Linked DNA regions of Zea mays: regions 2, 3 and 4 are each linked to region 1. A link is a contact called in public Hi-C data. All regions are on one chromosome and are shown on one strand. Each heading gives the region's core, a stretch centred on a gene start, on an enhancer-like site or on the middle of the called end of the contact. The rest is flanking DNA. Distances are from core to core; before and after follow the strand shown.

Region 1 (3,677 bases), core at 344-2,843:
CCATAAAGCGCCTTAGAGAGTTTGTAAACATGGTTAGGGTACTCACTATCTTCAAAGCCGGGAGGTTGCTCAACATAGACCTCTTCCTTGATTGGTCCATTGAGGAAGGCACTCTTCACGTCCATTTGATAAAGCTTAAGCCATGGTAAGTAGCATAGGCAAGTAATATACAAATTGACTCAAGCCTAGCTACGGGTGCATAGGTTTCACCAAAATCCAAACCTTCAACTTGTGAATATCCCTTGGCCACAAGTCGTGCTTTGTTCCTTGTCACCACACCATGCTCATCTTGCTTGTTGCGGAATACCCACTTGGTTCCTACAACATTTTGGTTAGGACATGGAACTAAATGCCATACCTCATTCCTTGTGAAGTTGTTGAGCTCCTCTTGCATCGCCAGCACCCAACATCGCCTGACCAGTCTGTTGGTGAACAGTACGCCCGTGCCGAGCGGCGCACCGTGCTCGTTACCCCTTCTATAAGAAGCTTCCCTTGCACGTCGAGGATACGCAGATCTCGGATGTCGGGGCCCAAGAAGAGTGCCCCAGCAGCACACATTTGTGGCTCCAAGTGCTATATTCGTTATGTCCCTGGGCCCACATGTCGGGGCTCAATACCTTTGTGCATGCCCCCCTTCGGCTACAAAAGGGGAGGCATGCGGCGTTACAAGACAGACCCAATCTTAGGCAGACACTCACAAGTTCATACAAGCTCCCGAGCAATACATCACACAGTGGAGTAGGGTATTACGCTCCAGCAGCCCGAACTACTCTAAACCCCCGCGTGCTCCCGTGTGTTGATCCACCAGTCTCGTAACAAGCAAAACGCTTAGGCCCCTCCTCTTTTTAGGATTTAGGGCGGGTGCAATCCGCCACCCGGTCAGAGAGATTTCCTCTCCGACACGTGTGATCGGTTGAGATGGAAAGGCGATGACAAGGGCGATGCGGGTGATGTTCATCATTAATGGCAATGATGCCTCTATACCCTGACTAACAAACGTTATGAATATGTATACCTCACATATACTATGTAAACACAGCATGTATTAAAAATAAAAAATATAATATATAACTAGAGAAAAATAAAAATATATGAACATATACAGAGAACATAAAAGTAAAAGAGAGATAAAAAATAAATAAAATAAAAGTGATATAAACGAAAAATAAATAAAATAAAAGTGATATAAACGAAAAATAAATAAAAGAAACATAAAAACAATAGTAAAACCCTATAGAAAACAAAAAGGAAATGCAGATGAAAGGAAAGAAAAAAATGCAACACGCTGCCTTGACGGCGGACATCAGTGCCGGCCTGCCGGCCATGCTCTGACTCCTCCAGGCCCAACGATAGCCCAACAACAATTAAGGGCCCTCTGCCACACCGCAGGCTACCCCAACATGCCAATCCTTGTTGCCTCCGGAGACCTGGCCTCAGCCCCTTCCCCGGCCATTCGAGCGCCGCCCTGCTCGCCTGCCCTTGCCCACTACGCCCTCTTGATTTCTCCCTCCATTCCGATATATTTAAGCGAAAAAAAATCCGATAAGCCAAGCCAAACCCAAACCCAACCATGGCGTGCATGCCGGCTGTGTCTGCCCCCTCCGTCCTCGCGCCGGCACCGGCGTCGACCCGCACCCACCTCTGCTACTCAACGGAAATGCGACGCGGCGCGCTCTCCCTCCGTCCCGCCCGCGCTATCCCCACGTTGAGGCTCGGCGGCCACCGCGACGCCCGTGGCGCTGTCGTCGTCCGCGCCACTGCGGCAGAGGTATTTGTGGCTACGGGCACCTACGGCGCTCCCCGAGGCCAAGCGCGTTGTGACAGACTGCCGGTGTTTCGCTGCAGGGAGCCGTGGAGCTGCAGGCCAAGGTGACGAGCAAGTGCTTCTTCGACGTGGAGGTCGGCGGGGAGCCTGCGGGCCGCATCGTCATCGGGCTCTTCGGAGAGGTCGTACCTAAGACCGTCGACAACTTCCGTGCGCTCTGCACTGGTGCGTACGCTATGGATTGGATTTGAATCAGCGCTGGTCACAATAGCTTTACGAGTCGAATTTACCGAGCATTGCTGCTCTTTTGGTTGCGGGGCAGGTGAGAAAGGGTACGGCTACAAGGGCTGCTCCTTCCACCGGATCATCAAGGACTTTATGATTCAAGGCGGGGACTTCCAGCAAAACAATGTAAGCATTTTTTACCTGTACGCAATTGGTCTGAATGGCCACTGCAGATTTTGTTAAATATTCCTACAACTGAAGAAGATGTGAGTAGAATTGAAGTTCCTATTCATCATTCAACATAGTAAATCATTGCTCACAAGTAACAATAGAATGAACACCAACATGGATGGAAAACCTGAAAGCAGGACAAAATCAGTTATGATTTTTTTGCTGCCAAGACATCCAGTCTATTAAGCTCGGCCAGATAAAGTTATATTGCACCTATTGATTTGCATACTCGCTGCAAGTCTCCTAATAGTTAAGTTTCATGCCTTGCTCAAAAATCAGTTTATTAGTTATGGGATCTACTATGGATTTTAGGATGACTATCACCAGTCAATGGCAATCATATGGGGCACATGTTTATTGGCATATGGGTTTAAGATATAGAACTAGAACCTATATTTCCAGTGCATCAAGCCCTCCACAATCCATGGAATTTGTTGAGCCTGTTTGGATCAGATTCATATTGTTTCTATGGGCAAGCTTGTGGAACATTGAGCATTATCTCATATTCTCATCCAATGTCTATTAGGATATCACTCTGTACTATAATCGCACCTTGAAGTTAGCATCCAGCTATCTGCATTGGATCACTAAATATCTATTCTCCAATGTGTAGATGACCATTTTACAAACCATTAGCACAATGCAGCTCTCTTTATGCAATTTGTCACTTCTATTTCCACCGTTAATCATAGTCAATAATGATACATCCATTGGGCTCTGTCTGCAAAACTGCTCCATTGATTGTGTCTCACTACATAAGCTTAGATTTTCTTTAGTTTTTAGTCACAAGTTTCGTATAATACGGCAACGATGATGACTGTGAAAATCATGGTTATTAAGGCGTCGCTAAAGCGGTAAGGCGAGCATAGCCACGTAAGGCGTCCTATCGCCTTGCCGCGGGAGTAATGCGAGGACAGAGGGCGCTGCGGCAGCGCGCGCAGGGCGCAGTGGTGACGGCGGCGTGCATGGGGCTGCTGCGGCAGCGCACAGGGCGCAGCGGCGAGGGTTTACAGCCCAAGCCGGCAAGTCAGAGGAAGGGGGGACCTGTGGGGAGGGAGAGAGATGAAGCTGTGGGGAGGGAGAGAGATGGAGGTGCAGGGGAGAAATAAGCAGCGGCCGGCGGCTGCACTGCACGGGAGGAGAGGGAGCTGTTTTAACCTAAAACTGTTGCTGTTGGGTTGGGCTAGCTGGGCCGACTTATTGTAGACTTTTTTTTCCTTTTTTTTCCTATTTTTCTCTCCTACTAGACTGAAACAGGCTTACTAGACCTTATAGTTGTGCTAGTTTACTTATTAATTTTGAATTATTGTTATATAAATCATATTTGATCTAATTTTTTATATTACTATATAATTAAAGCATTATATTACTATATAATTAAGACGTCACGCCTTACACTTTACCGCCTGAAGGGTAAAAAAAGGGTCGGTTGCCTTACCGCCTTAATAACTATGGT
Region 2 (3,411 bases), core at 266-2,765, 160 kb after region 1:
TCCAAGGTGTGCGATATCTTCACATCCTCTGCTTACATCATCTTGACTCGCGGAACACTCGGCCTGCAGGGTCTTCCTCTTCTGTTGGCGCCAGGACTCGTCGTCCTTTCCTGTCCCAGCACCATTGCCGGAGCAGACCGATGAGGTGGCGGTGGCGCCCGCAGCCTCTGACGCCTTCCTGGTCTCTACTTCTTTCTGCGGAGGAGTCATGTTGTTGTTGCTAGGTCTTTCTTGCTGCAGGTTACCAGCCGTCGGCGTCGGCGGTGGCGCTGCTGCTGCGCATGGAAACCGCACCTCCTTGGGCTGCTGCGACGGCCACGCCGTCCTCTGGTCCACGAACACGGCGGGGGCAGCTGCAGTTCTCGGCCCACTGGCACTGGCCGACTGTAGCACCGTCGACTCCACGCGGGTGCTCGTGGTGGCATTGGACGCCTTGTCGGTGCCTGTCTGTGGCGGCCTCTGCCGCAGGCTGGCACGCGCCATGGCTGCCGGCCTAGAGAAGATGGAGAAGTTCATCAAAGCCTCCCCGCCGCCGCTCTCCTGCCGAGGCTTCCTGGCGGGCGCGAGCTCAGCTTGTGGTTGTGGCTCAGGCCTGCCGGCTGGACCTGGTACTGGTGCGCGGTGGGTTTCCTTTGAGGGCTCTGGTCCTCTGCCGGTGGTGGGATTGGGAACCGGGGTGCTCCGGTTGTCGTTGTCGTCGCCGGTGTGCTGGACTGCTGGTGGTGGTGGTGGTGGTGGTGGCAGAGGGCCGAGGCTCGTCGTCGCCGCCGCCGCATGCAGCTCCGAGAAGAAATCTGGGATGAAGCTATCTGCCAGGGCAGGCGCGGCGGGACTGGCTTCGTCGACGATGGGGATGGGGTAGTGGATCCACGGCACGGTGTCGTCGAGGTCGGCGTTGTCACGGGGGGCGTCTAGGCCGGCGGTGGCCGAGGAGAAGTCGGCAAAGAGACCTCCTCCCGTCTTGAGCAGCGGCGGCACCGGCTGCCTTTGTTGAGCTCTGCTGCTGCAGGTGAAGGTGAAGGGCGGGAAGGCGGCCTGCTGGGGCGGGTGTTTCCTCGTCCGCGCGTGCACCACCGCCTGGCCGTTCTCCCATAGCAGCTCGGCGAAGTCGCTGCTGTCGGACCTGCTAGGCAGCGGTGTTAGCAAGCAAGCAAGCAAGCAAGAACCCGGAGACAAGGTTGAGCTTGAATGAGAAGGAACCGCTCACATGGTGCCGGGGGTCGGAGCTCGCAGCTGGGAGAGGACAGAGGACACACGCTTGGCTTGATGAAGGTGATGGGAGCAGCAGGGCTCCTTGCTCATAAGATACGGTGTCGGTGAGCAAAGCACTGGGAACGGACGTCGTAGATAGGTGCAGTGCAACATGCAACAGGAGACGCTGCTGCTTGGTGTAGACTGTAGAGTGCTACAGGAGGGAAGGTCGTCGGGACGGGAGCTCTCGCGGCGAGCGGGGGCAGGAGGGGCACAGTTGTTGTTGATAAGGTGGGGGACCTGGGCAAGCGCTAGCTGTGACGGAAATGGACAAGCAAGCACGGTGCTCTGTACCGGCCAAGCTAGGTGTGTATCCACTGTGCTGTGCTTGCCACAGTCTCTTCCTTGTACTCTTCTTCCTCTCCTAGCTAGGAGTTGAGTTGGGCATACAGTGGCAATTATTTTTCGTTGCGCAGTTGGCTGATCCCACAACCACAAGCTTGTTACTACTACTGCTCCGTAGTACTAGTACTTGCACAGCGAGATCTAAATGATTGGATGGCTTCTTTCTTCCTTCCCTGCTGCGCACCTTGACAGCCTGCGCAAAGCAACTGCACCCCAACCCCCCAAGTGTGCATGTACTTGCTGGTACAGAAACCGAGCCGTCTATGGGCATGCGAATTAACAATTACTATCAGAACCGACGGCTTTGCCGAGTGTCTGAAACACTCGGCAAAGCCTTAAAAACACTCGTCAAAGGTTTTACCGAGTGTCGCACTCGGCAAAGAGGGCTCGGCACACAGTGCATCGGCAAAGTCTTCTTTGCCGAAAAAATTTTCTCGGGCACTCGACAAAGTGATTTGCCGAGTGCCAGAGAACACTCGGCAAAGAAAAGCAGACGTTACGGCGCCGGGTGACGAAGACGGCGTCTTTGCCGAGTGACTGCCTGACAACACTCGGCAAAGAATCCGCCGGAGGGGTTCCCCATGTCAGGTACTTTGCCGAGTGCTTGGTGTGGCACTCGGCAAAGCGTGCTTCTTTGCCGAGTGCCAGAGCCATTACACTTGGCAAAGAACCTATACCGGTGCCCAGGTCTTGGTTCTTTGCCGAGTGTTATGGTTCTGACACTCGGCAAAGAGGTGCTTTGCCGAGTGTTACACTCGTCAAGACCAGTACACACCTTTTTTATTTGTTTTCCCTATTCCATCCAAACAAACAAAAGATATTTCATAGATATCACATATATACATCACAGACATATATAGCCAACACAAACAGTATTAACACAAATTCTGACATAAGTATTCAACATAAGTTGAGAGGTTCTCAACACAAACAGTATTAACAGAAGTTCAGAAGTATCAACACAAGTTTACACGCTCTGACAAGTATTCAACATAAGTTTTGTGTTCGAAACACTAAATACATAACTCTCATGGAGGTGGGCGGTTGGACTGGTGCTGCGTTAGGTTGTACCCTTCATGAGGGTTGTTGGATGCCGCCCCAGATTGGCCCTGCACAGAGAAGAGATTGCATGTGTTATACCAGATGCATTACCAACATGTAACTACAATTTTGGTACTCACAGAAGTATGGAACATAGCAGGGTCAACTGCAGGGAACAATGGAGGTGGCGGAGCGAAACCCTGTGCAGCGCCTGTTGGAGACTTGTTCTCAAATGCTATGAGTTAAGAACAAGGCAACATAGAAAAATGTTAATTGTTGAAGTCCTTCGTCCTTCGAAGCATTATTCCTCTCAGGATATAATGATTTTCGGACGAAGGTTATGAAGGGTGTACCTTCATAAATACAATGACGAAGGATGAATTATAAGGAATATAAAGAATATCATAGGCAATTACACATTATTATTATTAATTTATCTTTGCATTATTATTATGCAAAAACAGAAATAACATCGAATTACAAATGTACCTTCAGCTTGAAGGAGATGAAAGTACAAGTGTGACGCAAAAGCGATTGTCAGATCAACGTGAACAGTACGGGGGTACTGTTCACCTATTTATAGGCACAGGACACAGCCCATACAAAATTACATTTATGCCCTTTACATTTGATAATAATTCTATAGTAATCTATCGAGGTCTGAATAGCCTTTTCATCTTTAAGTCGGTTTCATTTTTTGCTATCACGCCGAAGCTTTCCTGCTCACACCTTCGGCGCTGTACCAACCTTCGTATTATTCTGGTCTGCTGTGAT
Region 3 (3,372 bases), core at 726-3,225, 220 kb after region 1:
ACTAGAAGCATATGAAACATGGAAAATAGCATGAATAATCATATGACATCATTAGAATATTTTTGTAATATCATTGTGAATAAACATGAACAATATCGAATTACATTTATACCTTCGGCTTGACAGAAGGTGAAAATCCAAGTGTGACGTGCGAGTGAATACAAGTCAGCGTGAGCAGTACGGTGCTACTGTTCATCTATTTATAGGCATAGGACGCAGCCTGCGTAAAATTACATCCATGCCCTTGACATTTACTATTGACTTAGGGATAATCTATCGAGAACTAGACAACCCTTTCCCCTTTAAGTCGGTTTCATTTTCCACCGCTAAGCCGAAGCTTCTCCATAGGTAGCTTCGGAACTGGTTCATCCTTCTCCCGAACCGCGCTTTTCATAACGTGTACAACTTCATCCCAAGGCCGAAGGTCCCTGTATATATATTATACTTGGAAAACATGTTAGCCGTGTTTTTGAGGACCTTCGGAAGATGAAGGCCCCCAACACGACCTATCCATAAAACCAACCTATCCACAAAACCGACCCCATTCACCCTTCATTTGCCTCGCCAACAACCCTAATTAGGTTGTTGGTTTAGATTTTTTTGGGTCAGTTTGGTCTTCACCATCCACTGTCACTCCACAAACTCAATATCAATAAACAGACTCAATCACCCAAACTGACCATACCCATAAAACCGCCCCACCCTTCCAGCGCCTCGCCAGAAACCAGAAACCCTGATTCAGAGTTCAAACTTAAAACGGACATAACTTTCACCTTGGAACTCGAATCAGGTCCATTTTTTTCCAAATCACACAAAATTAATTTCGCATCCGATAATCAAGCCATCTCTTCACTATGGTTTTAAGTGTTGCTCACACTAGTGTATTTATGGACTAATCACCTGTGTATCTCATATCAATAACATATCAGTACATCTAAGTTGTTACTCAATTACCAAAACCGAATTATAGCCTTCGAAAAAGGTTATCGACTAGTCACTCAATTACCAAAACTAAACTTTGGACTTTCATGTATGACATCCAACATGACACTGTAATGGACTAAACCACCTTTCAAGCTACACAAGGAGCAAAAATAACTAATTTTCGTAGTTGTAGGAGCTAAAGTATATGTCCACAACAATAGTTAAGGGAAGCCCCCAAGGACTTAAAAGTCCTTTTACCTCTTGAAACTTTTGTCGTGGTCTACTTTTTCACTTTAAACTTCAAAATTTGACATTTTATCACCCCTTAACTCTTAAAACCATTTAAATTACATTCTTACTAGATTATAGATGATTTTGTTGTGAAAAGTTTTTAAGACATGTTTACACATTGATTAAAATCATTTGTTCAATTTGCTAGAGTTAAATCTAATCTTATTAAAACTATTAGAGATACTTTCATGAGCTCTAAATATTTTATTTTTTTCATTATAGAATTTTGTTAGAATTCTTATAGACCTTTTTTGTGGTTTAAAAGCCTTGCCATGCTTTTAACAAGTTATTTTTTTTCTATTTTTTGAAATTGTCTTGGAAACCACTTCTAACCCGGTAGAAGATTTATTTTGCTACACTTATATGTACAACAAAATCAACTTATGAAATTGTCTTGGAAACTACTTCTAACCCGGTAGAATGAATTTGAATGAAAATTAAACCAACTTAAGGAATCGCCCAACATATGTCTATTAAAGTGGATATGGATACATATGAAGAATCCCTAGAGAGTTAATGTAAATGGTTTCATAATTGAGGGGTTATGATGTCCGGTTTTGAAGTTTGAGGGGAAGATTAGACCATAACGGTAGTTCACAGAGATAAAAGGGTTATTTTTCATCCTGTGCCTCAAATTCAGCCTGCAACCAAGGCCAGGTTCTAGAGCGAACAAGGCCCACGTCACCCGTGGCCCGTCAGGCGAAGCAGGTCTTGTGTAGACTTTGAGAGGGATTGGATATTAACGGAACCAATCACGCACGGGAATGCGATTCCCAGCCCACCTGTAACGTTCCAGTGGGCCATCCTTAACTCCAAGCCCAACGGCCCTACCCCATCTCGTCGTGTCATCCACTCCGCCGCACAGGCGCTCAGCTCCGCAACGCCGCCGGAAATGGTCGCCGCCACCGCCACCGCCACCGCCATGGCCACCGCTGCATCGCCGCTACTCAACGGGACCCGAATACCTGCGCGGCTCCGCCATCGAGGACTCAGCGTGCGCTGCGCTGCTGTGGCGGGCGGCGCGGCCGAGGCACCGGCTTCCACCGGCGCGCGGCTGTCCGCGGACTGCGTCGTGGTGGGCGGAGGCATCAGTGGCCTCTGCACCGCGCAGGCGCTGGCCACGCGGCACGGCGTCGGGGACGTGCTTGTCACGGAGGCCCGCGCCCGCCCCGGCGGCAACATTACCACCGTCGAGCGCCCCGAGGAAGGGTACCTCTGGGAGGAGGGTCCCAACAGCTTCCAGCCCTCCGACCCCGTTCTCACCATGGCCGTACGCTCCTCGCTGGCGCCGCAGCGTCTTCTTCTCAGACTCATGCGGAGCCATGGAATTGAGATGCTGAATGGATTTTATGCGCGCGCGCAGGTGGACAGCGGACTGAAGGATGACTTGGTTTTTGGGGACCCAAACGCGCCGCGTTTCGTGCTGTGGGAGGGGAAGCTGAGGCCCGTGCCATCCAAGCCCGCCGACCTCCCGTTCTTCGATCTCATGAGCATCCCAGGGAAGCTCAGGGCCGGTCTAGGCGCGCTTGGCATCCGCCCGCCTCCTCCAGTTCGTGCTCTCCCCATGCTGCATTTTTAAATCTTGTGTGTTTGATTGTTGCGTTGCCACGGGGCTGAGCGTTTCTGGCGGAGGTTTCAGGGCCGCGAAGAGTCAGTGGAGGAGTTCGTGCGCCGCAACCTCGGTGCTGAGGTCTTTGAGCGCCTCATTGAGCCTTTCTGCTCAGGTGCTTATTGCAGTGTGTTATTGTTGTTTGTTCTGGCCTGCTACTTGCAGCGGTTAGCCGATTACCATAAGAATTTAACAACTTTGTAAACCTAAGGTGTCTATGCTGGTGATCCTTCTAAGCTCAGCATGAAGGCTGCATTTGGGAAGGTTTGGCGGTTGGAAGAAACTGGAGGTAGTATTATTGGTGGAACCATCAAGACAATTCAGGAGAGGAGCAAGAATCCAAAACCACCGAGGGATGCGTAAGAGATTGATGCATTTTCTTTTTGTTCCGTTAATTGGCTGTTCTGCCATATTGATCTGTTTTAACCTCTTTTAGCCGCCTTCCGAAGCCAAAAGGGCAGACAGTTGCATCTTTCAGGAAGGGTCTTGCCATGCTTCCAAATGCCATTACATCCAGGTTTGTTCTTTTTTTTTTTGTATATTTACTA
Region 4 (3,622 bases), core at 712-3,211, 200 kb before region 1:
TTGCATTAAATTCATTCAACAGGATACACACACGTGAGTGCATATGAGATTCTAGTTGGTAGTAAGATCATGCTCAGTAGTAAGGAGTTTGCCCGGATCTTTGAATAATAAACAACGCGGCGCACAGATTAGCGCAATCATTTATATATGCCCTTGATAATTTGTATTACTATACTTCTATGGCTTTGAAGTACCTAAAATTACATCAGTAACTGTCTCCTTCAAAAATGAGAAACAATTCAATAATGTAAAGCATTCTCCATCACGAGAAGAACCAAATATGCCTACGCTATGTAGCAGAGGAATGGAGCTATCATACATACTCATATAGAGCTTCGTTCAGCGCCGCACAAAGTGTGCTGATAACAATGGATTTACATCATCTACCGAATCTTTGCAGCCTCCTTCGGCGTATCTCATCAACTGTGAGTTCTCCAGTACCTCCAGCCTGATGATACTGCCTCAGCGAAAAATCATGGTCCTCTCGTGCAGTGCTGCACATCTCACAGATATCTGTGGAAACTGAGTTGTCATAGGTGCAGGCTGGGCATCTCCATAGACCTCGAGGAGTATCTCTTGCTGATTGCCGGCGCCCAACCCTGCCCCGGCCTCTAAAGCGTCCCTGTGGATGGGCAGACCATAGAAGATTCTGCGCAAATCTTACTGGCCAGGTCACGACTTTGGTAATGCTTGACACCAGAAGAGTGAGGGGATCTGGCCCATTCAACGCCCGCTTCAGCCAAAGGTAAACCAATCCAGCAAGTATTCCACTGAGATGGCCAAGAAAAGATGTGCCAGGAATGAAGACCTGGATGAGGATCAACTCAGCCCAGGCAGCGTATTTCGCCGGAATGACCATCCCATGCAGATAGACAAAATCTTCTGACCAGGCGTTCAGCACAACCTTCATGGCAAACAGAACACCAGAGAACCCAACCGCGTATTGGTCGTAGTACGCAGTATAATCACCAAGCAAGAGTAGGCCTTTGGACAAGAGCAGCGCGATGCCCTGTGACAGCCCAAGCAATGCAGCAACCATGGAAGCGAACTCGACACTACCCATGGATGTTTCAAGCTGAATACCCTTCCATAGGAGCGATGTCATATTGTAGAACAGGTGGCTTTCGCTCAAGTGGTAGAATGGTGACAAGAAGAAGCGCACCAAGTCGCCATTCTGCAAAAGTGTTAAATCACAGTTAGTTAGTTTGCGAACTTAGAACTGGTCAACTGAATACACTGCTATGTGCTATGCCTATATGTGTGATTTGCTATGGGGAATCATTGGGGGCGATGGTGTAGTAGCAAATTTGTAAGTGGACCAATCTCATTATTATTGGTGGCGGTTATTCTTCCCCCTTGTCTACCACATACCCCCAACAACTGCAAGTCTGCTGCAAGTCGCGGTCTCGCAGATCAACAGAAAAACAGGGGTGGGATTTCGATACGTGTACAGGAATTTCGTTTTCTAACTGCGCTACGGATGAGTAGGTAAGATTGGGTACCTCGACGATGAGCCGCGGATTGAAGGAGACGCGTGTGACAGAGGGCAGGATCCCGTCGAGCGCCCCGGGACGGAGATAGATGAGCGCGTTGCCGGCGAGCAACGCCGCCGTCACGGGCGGCCGAGAGGCGCCCGCGCGGCCGTACTCGATCAGAACCTGAAGCGCCAGCAGTGGGAGCATCCCTCCCGACGCCCCTGCGCCGAAACCGCGCCGCCGGCCGCGGCTCATGCCGGACCCCATCTCTGCTTCCACAGTCACACGCAAACTCTCTGCTATCCAATTCTCTCCTTCGGTGGCTTCCTATCGCTTTGCGAGTACCATGGTCCTTTTATCAGTTGGGGGGAATTTCCGTGTCTTTCTTCGGGCGCAAGGGAAGGAATGGATGGCGGCGAGGCGACAGGCGATCGAACCTTCCAGATGACTCTGGCTGCCGCGCCGCCCCCAATTCGCTTGGTCTCGTTCTCGTTTCCTTTTTTTCACACTTGTCTATTTTTCTTCTTCTTCATATTTATAGTACAATGCTCTTTCGGTGTACCGTCATATTTGATAAGTAACTCTAGCAAACAGTTTGGACGAAGTGCCCTTAATCATTATACTAGGTACTTGTCCGTGCGATGTCACGGAACATGATTATAATGATGACGACAAAATCCGTGATTAAACATAGATACATAACGATATAAATACATAATATTATTATAAATATTTTGATCCAAATATTATTATAAATAACGTACAGAGGGATGTCACTGTCGCGATAGTGAATTCCTCTGTGTGTTATTTCTTAGACACCGACATGGGTAAGCCTGGCCCAGATATGCGTGATCAATCTTGTTTCTGCCGAGATTAGGCACCGACGACTACAATATGTGCCCTAGAGTAAGAAAAATAATCCAAAACTCAGCGGTTAGAATTCTATTGCGATAGGCGATCGAACCTTCCAGATGACTCTGGCTGCCGCGCCGCTCCCAATTCGCTTGGTCTCGTTCTCGTTTTTTTCCGTACTTGTCTATTTTTCTTCTTCTTCATATTTATAAGTACAATGCTCTGTCGGTGTTATACCACACCGTCATATTTGATAAGTAACTCTAGCAAACGATTTGGACGAAGAGCCCTTAATCATTATATTGGTTCCAAGTAGAAGTTACAACACATCAATCTAAACATGTTGCAACCAAGAAGTTTAGGAATTCAAAATAATAAGTCTTTATGATGGTAAAGATTTATGGGATCATACCTCTTCTATTCCTCTTTACAACGCAGGACGAGTGTCCTGACGGGCCAATGGTCGACGCAGGCAGCATGGAACGCGTGCGTGAAGGCCGACATCACACGTCTTCGCTCCTCGACGCGTGCAACATCAAGTCACACAGGGTATGAGGGAGAGTCGATGACAGTCTCATCGTCGGTGCAGCCACACGTGGAGGGGAAGGCGAAGCTCAGGAGGCGGCGGATGTCGGCAGGCAAGAGCCTGACGCTGAGAGGCAGCGACGAAGGGACATGGTCGAGCGATAGGATGTGGTAGCAGTTGCCACGATGGTGGCGGAAGGCACACACGGCGAGGACGAGGACAAGGAGCAACAAGGCGGACACGATAGCGAAGAGAATGACTGCGAGTGCAGCCGCCTGCAAAGGGAGTGGTAGGAGGTGCACGCCAAAGCATGGCCGGTGGCGCGCGCCCCGTGCTTGGCTTCTCTTCCCTGTCCTAGGGCGACCTCGAGCACGGTGGCACGTCGGCTTCGACCGGAGCGAGTGGGGCCATTTGGATGAGGTTATCGTCATCCTTGGCGTGGCTCGCGCGCTCACGTACACGGGAGCAGGTGGGTAGGGTTTGGTGAACGAGATGGAAGATGCGATGCGAGATTGGGTTGCAACAGTTGCCTTTTGAGGTGAATGGAAGGACCACTAGTTGATTACAGTGAAATATAAGGGTTTTTTTCAAAAGTGTTGACGCACAACGATGGTGGAGACGATGGAAACTGATGCTTTATATAGTAGAGATATAACAAGGCAGAACTTAAGATCTACAATTCTATTACATGACAATAATACATTATAATTTATACTAGGTGATGAAAGTCTAATATAAAATATTTTAAGTCCTCGTGATTAGGACACTA

The links. Hi-C and Micro-C count contacts between places; a contact is called where the count stands out from the background.
Region 2: a contact with region 1 is called in a Hi-C map of leaf, with 3 times the contacts expected there. The contact joins the promoter of LOC100279991 here to the promoter of LOC103634647 in region 1. A contact is called at or near these places in 2 of 25 Hi-C or Micro-C datasets (both in leaf).
Region 3: a Hi-C map of ear shows a contact between it and region 1, with 2.9 times the contacts expected there. The contact joins the promoter of LOC542554 here to the promoter of LOC103634647 in region 1. A contact is called at or near these places in 3 of 25 Hi-C or Micro-C datasets (ear, leaf and tassel).
Region 4: a contact with region 1 is called in a Hi-C map of ear, with 2.1 times the contacts expected there. The contact joins the promoter of LOC100272876 here to the promoter of LOC103634647 in region 1. A contact is called at or near these places in 3 of 25 Hi-C or Micro-C datasets (ear, leaf and tassel).

What each region holds. Positions count from the first base shown.
Region 1 is chr8:1,413,715-1,417,391 of Zm-B73-REFERENCE-NAM-5.0, reverse strand. LOC103634647 (peptidyl-prolyl cis-trans isomerase-like) reads left to right here and starts at 1,593. Exons shown (of 7, transcript NM_001301601.1): 1 at 1,593-1,768; 2 at 1,846-1,990; 3 at 2,088-2,176. The coding sequence starts at 1,658.
Region 2 is chr8:1,249,181-1,252,591 of Zm-B73-REFERENCE-NAM-5.0, reverse strand. It overlaps LOC100279991, which reads right to left and starts at 1,515. Exons shown (of 8, transcript NM_001361011.1): 1 at 1,208-1,515; 2 at 37-1,123. The coding sequence starts at 1,365.
Region 3 is chr8:1,198,943-1,202,314 of Zm-B73-REFERENCE-NAM-5.0, reverse strand. LOC542554 (protoporphyrinogen IX oxidase (plastidic)1) reads left to right here and starts at 1,975. Exons shown (of 9, transcript NM_001112094.2): 1 at 1,975-2,485; 2 at 2,579-2,764; 3 at 2,855-2,939; 4 at 3,036-3,183; 5 at 3,261-3,341. The coding sequence starts at 2,108.
Region 4 is chr8:1,616,223-1,619,844 of Zm-B73-REFERENCE-NAM-5.0, reverse strand. It overlaps LOC100272876, which reads right to left and starts at 1,961. Exons shown (of 2, transcript NM_001147329.1): 1 at 1,503-1,961; 2 at 148-1,174. The coding sequence starts at 1,742. The coding sequence ends at 380.